Regions from separate parts of the Pan troglodytes genome. Here region 2 is linked to region 1. The links are chromatin contacts, called in public Hi-C maps. All regions are on one chromosome and are shown on one strand. The core of a region is the stretch at or near the end of the contact, and the rest is flanking DNA. Distances in the headings are between cores, read along the strand shown.

Region 1 (4,389 bases), core at 1,850-4,349:
CAACAGAGATAGACCTTGTCTCAAAAAACAACAACAAAAAAAAACTCCGCAGTCCAGATAACGTTTTCCTGGGCCTGAGAACCTTCCCCATGCAATTCCCCAGCTAGTCACACGGTGGCGACAGCGCACCATGAGCCCTCTGCTTCTCCCTCCCTTTCAGCCAAAGCAAAAGCCAAACACCAATGTTTTCTAGATGCCTCTAAGAGATGGAGGGAGATTTAGGGAGAGATCTAAGGAGTCTCCTTTAGTCCATTCATATCCCCTGCCTATAGGTGAAAATGATGACTCACAGAAGTCAATTCATACCCCGAAGATCACCCAACCAGGTTTTGTTATTTTGTTTTTGTTTTTGTGTGTGAGATAAGAGTCTTGCTCCGTCACCCAGGCTGGAGCACAGTGGCGCAATCTCAGATCACTGCAACCTCTGCCTCTGGGGTTCATGCAATTCTCCTGCCTCAGCTTAGTGAGTAGTAGCTGAGATTACAGGCGCGCACCACCATGCCCAGCTAACTTTTGTATTTTTAGTAGAGATGGGGTTTTGCCATCTTGGCCAGCCTGGTCTTGAACTCCTGGCCTCAAAAGATCCGCCGGCCTCGGCCTCCCAAAGTGCTGGGATTACAGGTGTGAGCCACCACGTGCGGCCTCCAACCAAGTTTTGAACCCTGGTCTGTGCGTCTCCCAGGACAGCTGCAGCAGCTGCCTGTCCTAGGCCGTCAGTCCTGGTTCAGCCTCCCGCCCCCATCACTGGGCAGTGCTGCCTTTGCTGAGCTGACAGATCAGAGGTCTGCCCTGGGAGTGGACAAGGGCAAAGACTTTCACTTTTGCTTTCTAATTCTGAAGTTTAGGTCACTTATGTAGCTTTTGCACTGTGGGTGAGGCGCTGGGATAGTTCCTATCGCTGGGGAAGAGCTTGTCTGAGGGACGACGCCTCGGTGTTCCCACAGTTTCCCTCCCCCATCCCAGCCAAGGCTCCCAAGACCGAATTCCCAGGCCCTCCTAGCTTCTAAAGAGGAAGTGAGCTAACTTTGATGGAGCACTTCCTCTGTGCCGTGTACTATGCCGGACATCCTTTCTACATGCATTCAGTACAGAGTAATGAAGTACACACTGTGTGCTTGTCACAATAGACAGCACTACAAGCTCTTGCATGCAGCAATAAAGAAATATTTATTAATGGTAACTTGTGTGCTGGGCGAGGTGGCTCACACCTGCAATCCCAGCACTTTGAGAGGCTGAGGCGGGCGGATCACATGAAGTCTGGAGTTTTGAGACCAGACTGGCAAACATGGCGAAACCCCATCTCTACTAAAAATACAAAAAGATTATCCAGGCATGGTGGCACACACCTGTAATCCCAGCTAGCTACTAGGGAGGCTGAGACAGGAGAATCGCTTGAACCTGGGAGGCGGAGGTTGCAGTGAGCCAAGATGGCGCCACTGCACTCCAGCCTGGGCGATGGAGTGACTTTCTTAAAAAAACAAACAAACAAAAAAAAAACACCTAATGTTGGCCGGACGTGGTGGCTCATACCTGTAACCCCAACACTTTGGGAGGCCAAGGCGGGCGGATCACTTGAGGTCAAGAGTTCGAGACCAGCCTGGCCAACATGGTGAAACCCCTTCTCTACTAAAAATACAAAAATTAGTGGGGTGTGGTGGCGCACATCTGTAATTCCAGCTACTAGGGGCGCTGAGGCAGGAGAATTGCTTGAACCCGGGAGGTGGAGGTTGCAGTGAGCCGAGGTCAGGTCACTGCCCTCCAGCCTGGGCGATAGATCGAGAATTTGTCTTAAAAAAAAAAAAAAAAAAAAAAAAGGCCAGGCACGGCGGCTCACGCCTGTAATCCCAACACTTTGGGAGGCCGAGGTAGGCGGATCACAAGGTCAGGAGTTCGAGACCAGCCTGGCCAACATGGTGAAACCCCGTCTCTACTTAAAAAATACAAAAATTAGCCGGGCATGGTGGCGTGCGCCTGTAATCCCAGCTACTCGGGATGCTGAGGCAGGAGAATCGCTTGAAACCGGGAGGCGCAGGTTGCAGTGAGCCGATTTCGCGCCACTGCACTCCAGCCTGAGCGACAGAGCGAGACTTCATCTGAAAAAAATATGTCTGTATATAAAGATATAGATATTTACTATAAATAAGCACACAGCTTAATACATATTTATTGAATGAATGACTTATGTTGAGCCTGAGTTATCTGTGAGATTCCCAGGTAGTGAATTTGGGGCTGTGGGACAAATCTAGGCTAGATTGAGGCCCCAGCATTGCTGGCATCTAGGGAATGCACGTGCTGAGTGGATGACGATCCCTCGTGGAAACTGGGTGAATAATAAGCAAATGGGCCTGGGATGGGGCACTGCGACACCTTTGTTTGCCAGGCAGGGAAAAGGGGAGACATGCCCATGACATGGAGGCATAGAGAAGGGTTTATGAGAATTAGGAGGGCTCAGGTAGGAGTGGGATGGCCTGGAAACCTGGTTGGTTCAAGTAGGGTAAAGAGTCAAATGCTTCTCAGAGTAAAGCAGCAAAGATGGTGAAACGTCACCGGATTGGGCTACAGCGGCACTACTGGTGATCTGAAGCCAGGGTGCAGTGGGATCAGGAGGAAGATGAGGAAGAGGGGACAGGACAGTGGAGGGAAGGAGAAGCAGAGCCTGGTTGCAGGGTAGTTGAGATTTTTCTCGGCCGTTTGTGGGCTGCCGGGAAGGAGCAAGAAGACAGGAAAGGGTTGGCGCTCCAGAGGCGAGAGAGGAGAAAGGGACACAAAAACCCATGGAAGCAATAGGGCGGGACTCAAAGCCCACGAGGAGGGCCGGCCCAGTTGTTCTCTGTCTCGTTCTCTAAGCGCTGCGGCAGGGCTGGTGGTGAATTCAGATAAACAGGCACAAAGGGCCAGTGGGGTCGCTAGCAAGATCTGGGACACGCTGAAAGTTAATAGGAATTGGCTGCCCTTTGCCGGCGCAACCCAGCGTACAAAGATGATCTTTTCTGAGGCTCCACCACCGCAGAGACCTTCGCGCGGCCCACGGCACCAGCCGCCGCTGATTGGCCCGTGGCAGCCACCTGACCGAACGGACCAATAGGAGGCGTTCTCCCAGGAATGCGGCCCGCGTGTGGCCGGGAGCGGAAGCCCGACCTGAGTGCGGCAGGGCCCAGAGGCTGTGCTGGCCACGTGCACCCGGCTGGATGCCGCGGGCGCCGAACCGGGAGTCTGGAGCCGGGTCTCCCACTACCCTGTTCCGCCGGCCGAGGGAGTTGGGGAGGCCGCCTGTCCCAGACGCCCGGACCCTGTGTCCTTCTGATAAATTCCCCCTTTTTCTCTCGCTGGCTTCTGGGGCCACGTCCTTTTTACCCCCTCTGGTCCAAAGTAGTGTGTTAGGAGATTTGGAAGCAAGCAGAACCAAGTTGAAATTACTTGCTCCGCTGGGCGCGGTGGCTCACGCCTGCAATTTCAGCACTTTGGGAGGTCTAGGCGGGCGGATTGCTTTAGCTCAGGAGTTTGAGACCAGCCTGGGCAACATGGCGAAACCGCGTCTCCACTAAAAAATACAAAAGTTAGCCGGGCGTGGTGGCGCGTGCCTTTACTTCCAGTTACCCTGGAGGCCGAGGTGAGGGGATCACTTGAGCCCGGGCCTTCTAGGGTGCAGTGAGCGGTGATGGCGCCACTGCACTCCGGCCTGAGCGACAGACTCCGTCTCAAACAAACAAACAAAAATTACCCGGGGATGGGGATGGCGGTGCGCGCCTGTGGTCCCAGCTACTCCGGTGGCCGAGGTGGGAGGATCACTTGAGCAAGAGTGGGCAGGCTGTGGTGAGCCGAGATCACGCCACAGCGCTCCAGCCTGGTCGAAAAAGTGAGGCCTTGCCTCAAAAATAAATAAATAAATAAATAAATAAATGCCGGGCATGGTGGCTCACCCCTGTAATCCCAAATAAATGCCGGGCCGGGTGGCTCATGCCTATAATCCCAGCACTGTGGGAGTCCAAGGCGGGCAGATTGCTTGAGCTCAGGAGTTTGAGGCCAGCCTGGGCAACATGGCAAAACCCGTCTCTACCAAAAAATACAAAAATTAGCAGAGCGTGGTGGCGTGCGCCTGTGGTCCCAGATACTCGGGAGGCTGAGGCGGGAGGATCGCTTGAGCCCAGAAGGCAGAGATAGCAGTGAGCTGAGATCACACCACTGCACTCCAGCCTGGGTGACAGGGCAAGACCCTGTTTCAAAAAAAAAAAAAGAAAGAAAAATTACTTGCTTACCATGTGACCTAGGACAAGTGTTTAACTTCACTGAACCTCAGATACCTCTTCTGGAAAATGGGACTACTAATACCTACTTCAGTATCTTTGTGAAGATTGTAAAGTCTCATACCTGGCACACTGTGAGCTCCCA
Region 2 (4,642 bases), core at 1,728-4,227, 190 kb after region 1:
ACACCTGATTCCTCAGAAATATCTGGATCTTCTTTGGGGAAAACTTGGGAGTTTGCTTCCCTTTGTGACCTAGTCCTGAACTTCCTGCCCTTTCAGCAAAAAGTGCTTGGGAAGATTGGGAAAAACATTTAGTACTAGAGTTACTCTTCACTTTCTTCACAATCCTTGGGCTGCATAGTAGTCACCTTATTTTACAGATGAGAAACTCAAGATGAGGATTTAAGTCCCTTTTCTAAATTAGCAGCTGAACTGGAACCAAATCTAGATCCATTAGACCTTTCTGGCTTACAGAACTTAGGACTTTCCTACCATTAACCACATTGTAGGATGTCACTGGGAAGCTCAGGACCTGAGTCACAGGTCTGACATAGGGGCCCAAACATGACAGATGCAGTAGAGCTAGTCAGACCAACCCGTCTCAGGTAGGAATGCTTGACCCTTTTATTTCGAAGCAACTCATGTACTCTTTTCAGCACTCAGAAGGAACTGTGAGCTTTTGTACTACTACAGCCCCAGTATCTCAGCGGTAACCATGGGGAAAAAAGTCTTGTTTTCCAAAGGAAAATGAGAGTTGGGAGGAGCCTTAATATAAGCAGTGAGGCCAGCCGGGTGGCCCCAGAAAGAACTAGGTGTCTTGACACCTAATCCACACAGCAGGGAAAGGGGCTGGGTGTGATTCACAGTGCATTGATTTTATTTACAGATCAAAAGCCACTTAAATAATCTGCAGACACAAGTGCTGTCCAGGGCAGAAGCCTGGGGTCCAAATCAGCCCTTATCCCTCCTCATGCCCACAGTCAGCCCAATGCTGTCTCCGTTCCATGGGCCAGCACAGGCAGGCGCCACTCTGCTGACATGAGGACCTGGGGTAGCTCAGACATTTGACTACCCAAGCCCAGAAAGGAGCTGGGTCCAGCCCTTACGGGGAATTCCTTTAATTCCCCCAGGCCAGGTGAGTGCTGACTCAGTGATGACAACAGCTGTAGAAGTAGGGGTTTGGCTTCTGGCCCAGATCCACGCCCTTGTCCTCTGTCAAAGAGAGAGGTGGCAGCTCAGCACCATTCTGTTGGGATCAGGTAACTCAGGAAAGGGGCTAGATGCTGTGGGCCTAGAGTAAGTCTCCATAAAGGCTGGGGAAGCACACACCTGTCATCACCTGGAAGGCAGCCACACTGACGTAATCCTCTGCCACTTTCTGGAAGAGCTCGTCTGGCAGGAAAAATGATGATCAGCGAGGGCCCAATGCCAGTAGCCCTGGGATCTCCCAGTGACCCAGCCCTCTGTGCCCTATTCAGCTTCCTCTGGTGCCCCTGCATGTTCCTGCTGTGAGGCTCCAGCACAGCACTCACCCACACTCTGGCCTGTCTTGCTGGATGTTTCAAAAAGCTGAGCTTTGATATCTGTAAAGAGAAGTGACTAAAGCCTCATACCTGAGAATTAGATAAACAGACAAAAGGGAGGGCTAGCAGTTCAGGGAGTCTCCTGGACCCCACAGTTCAAGGAGGCCAGGAAGACCTCCTAGAGCACCTTGCCCTGGCAGCCAAGGCAGTCCCTATTTTCTTTGATCCACCCAGACAGCCACACACCCCCACCCCCCAAAGGGCTGAGGAGCAGCTACTGTCTGCATAGTCCTGGACGTCGTGGAAGTCCACACGTCGACGCCTCCGGTCTTCTTCCAGCAGGTCACTCTTGGTGCCACATAAGTAGATTTGGCAACCCTGAGGCAGAAGACAAGGGTCACCTCCACAGGCCAACAAAACCCCAGCCCCTAGTGTTCTAGTGAGGTCTGTTCACCTACCTCCTCTAGGCTGCGCAGTTCCTTCACCCAGAACTTTGCTCGCTCAAAGCTGCTGCTGTCTGTGAGGTCTTGGTGTGCGGCATGCAGGAGACAACCAAGTGGTCAAGGGCTGTTCTCTGGCTAGCCTGGCACCCATCTTTTCTTGTGAGACAACCCAAACCCCCCCCCCCTTACCATAGCAGACGATGGCAGCCTTGGCACCCCGATAGTAGATTCTACTCATGGCCTCATAGCGCTCAGAGCCTGCTGTGTCCTAAAGAGTAAGGCTTGAGTCAAACTTGAGGCCACGTTCTCCAGACCCCGCTATTTTCCAGATAAGGAAACGGGTCTATGAGAAATGGGTCTGTGAGGCCACAAATCAACCAGTAATAGGCAGGACCTACACCTCCTCAGGAATGAGTCTCCCAAGAATAGATGGCCAGGGGACTTACCCAAATACCTAATGTCACAGTCCGGTCTCCGACCGACATCACCTTGGCCACGAAGGCGGCCCCGATGGTCTGCAACGAGAGGGAAGAGATCGGGGCCATAGGTGCAGATTACCGGCCCCCCACTCCCCCGCCCACCGTGCCTGGCCCCTCCGGATGCACTCACGTTCTGATAAGGCCCCACCAGAAAGCGGTCGTGCACGTAGCGCTCCACCAGGCTAGTCTTGCCCACGTACTCCTTGCCCAGCATCACCACCTTGACGTCCACGCGCTGCCCGCTCATGCTCCCGGGGCCGCTTCAGCCACGTCAGGGTCCTGAGCGGGGACGGGAGGCAAACCCCGATCTCCGCTCGGCCCAGGCAGCGCCCAAGCCTCAGACCCCGACCCCAAACGGCGCCAACCTACGACTCCAGACAGCGCGTCGGGCTCGAGCTCTGGCCGTGGCCTTGCACTTCGGCAGCGCCCCGTGTGCCCCCGCTGTTCGGCCCCGGGCGCCGATTATCCTTCGAAGACCCCAAGCCCCGGGGCGGCCTGGGAGCGCGCGGGACAGCGTCCTCAACAGCGCAGCACGCCGCCGTGCAGCTCGCTACTCCGTCATTCGCTCGCCTGCCCGGCTTAAGCTCCGTTCTGGCTGGGAATCCCAACCGAACCTGGGGTCTCCCGCAACCCGGCTCCTACCCGCAGCGCCGCGACTCCCGCGGGAGGGGGCGAGAGGGCGAGGGGGCGGGGCCGCAAGGTCACGTGGCGCGGGCGCCGGAAGCGGTGGCTACTGTGTGGCTGCGCCTGCGCCGGAAGTGGCGCGCGGCCGGACAACTCATGGCGGCGGCGGCGGCAGCTGCTTGGGCGCGGTGCGGTGGTGACTGAGCTACGAGCCTGGCGGCGGGTGTGCGCCGAGCCCCGGCCCGGCCCGGCCCCCGCGTGCCTCCCAGGCTCCGCACCCCTGATGCTGCGCGGGTGCTGAGCCCGCTTCGGCCGGGACGATGGTGAAGTATTTCCTGGGCCAGAGCGTGCTCCGGAGTTCCTGGGACCAAGTGTTCGCCGCCTTCTGGCAGCGGTACCCGAATCCCTATAGGTACGTGGCATTTGGAAGAGCAAAACTTCGCCATCTCGCTATCTGGAGATCGAATTATGGGTAATCCCCAAGTACTGGGACCAGGAAGACTCGATATCGAATCCTAGGTAGACCTTATCGGGGAAGCGGCCAGGCCAGGCCTGCAAGGTCCTGAAGGGAGGTTGAGCCTGGGCGGTGGTTTACTTGAGACCTTAGTGCAAGATTCTTTTCTCAGTGTGGTGAGACAAGAAGAGGCGGCAGTATGGGAGTTGGGAGGGATCTTGGAGTTGGAAATCCTATTTCTCTGCCCGTGGCGCTTTCCTGGGGTGCAATAAATCATGAGGTCCATTCCTGCTAGAAGGCAGGAATCCAGGTCAGTCAGATGGCGGGAGTTGGAATTTGCCCTGGGATGGGCCCTTAACTCTGGTTTGAACCATAGCACATACCACCCTGCAAGGTTACAGGAAGGCGTGGCCTCTCTAGGCCCGGAGCCTCCAAATGGGAATCCCCTCGGGCAGTCTCTTAGGGGCAAGCTTCTGAGGGTCACCTTCACCCTGACACCTGCAGCAAACATGTCTTGACGGAAGACATAGTACACCGGGAGGTGACCCCTGACCAGAAACTGCTGTCCCGGCGACTCCTGACCAAGACCAACAGGATGCCACGCTGGGCCGAGCGACTATTTCCTGCCAATGTTGCTCACTCGGTGTACATCCTGGAGGACTCTATTGTGGACCCACAGAATCAGACCATGACTACCTTCACCTGGAACATCAACCACGCCCGGCTGATGGTGAGACACCTCCTGTGGTGATTCTGCACCTCCCCCTCTCCCCTCCCCCCGAGATAGAGAGCTCCTCAGATACATGTGGCTAGAGAGCCATAAGGCAGCTTTTGTGGCCGGAGGCAGGTCTGGGTTACTGAGGGTTGACAGCTGTAGAGTATGACCTCAGGTTTTCTTCTTTTCAGCTGGTCATCCTCTCTGGACCTGTCTTTTGACTCATTCATACAGTGGGGGAGGGGTACCTATCTTACGGAGTTGTCCTAAGTTCTAAATGCAAAGCGCTCCCATCTGGCATCTATGGCACAGATATATGTTGGACTCACAGGAGTGATGCTGAGTGGCGGAGGCAGCGCTTTTCTTTTTTTTTTTTCTGTTTTTTGTTTTTTTCTGGTGACAAGAGTCTCACCCAGGTTGGAGTGTAGTGACATGATCTCACCTCACTGCCACTGCCACCTCCTGGGTTTAAGCAATTCTCGTGCCTCAGCCTTCTGAAGAGGTGGATTTCTAAGCACACACCACCACACCTGGCTAATTTTTGTATTTTTAGTACAGACAAGGTTTTACCATGTTGGCCAGGCTGG

What was found. Hi-C and Micro-C count contacts between places; a contact is called where the count stands out from the background.
Region 2: a contact with region 1 is called in a Hi-C map of stem cell-derived neural progenitor cells, with 5 times the contacts expected there. The contact joins the promoter of RAB24 here to the enhancer-like site in region 1. A contact is called at or near these places in 2 of 7 Hi-C or Micro-C datasets (blood and stem cell-derived neural progenitor cells) and 1 of 1 datasets of contacts at active chromatin or transcription factors (stem cell-derived excitatory neurons).

What each region holds. Positions count from the first base shown.
Region 1 is chr4:174,734,067-174,738,455 of NHGRI_mPanTro3-v2.0_pri, forward strand. No RefSeq gene overlaps it. Among named protein-coding and RNA genes, the nearest start is that of NSD1, 16 kb to the right of the region's middle. Within about 2 kb of position 3,100, at least 12 of the 24 cell types and tissues checked have an H3K27ac peak or open chromatin away from gene starts, as enhancers often do.
Region 2 is chr4:174,923,401-174,928,042 of NHGRI_mPanTro3-v2.0_pri, forward strand. It overlaps RAB24 (RAB24, member RAS oncogene family), which reads right to left and starts at 2,978. Exons shown (of 9, transcript XM_009450225.5): 1 at 2,628-2,978; 2 at 2,393-2,541; 3 at 2,230-2,298; 4 at 1,973-2,051; 5 at 1,799-1,866; 6 at 1,619-1,718; 7 at 1,350-1,400; 8 at 1,147-1,209; 9 at 672-1,029. The coding sequence starts at 2,509. The coding sequence ends at 965. PRELID1 (PRELI domain containing 1) reads left to right here and starts at 3,017. Exons shown (of 5, transcript NM_001251903.3): 1 at 3,017-3,298; 2 at 3,845-4,070. The coding sequence starts at 3,207.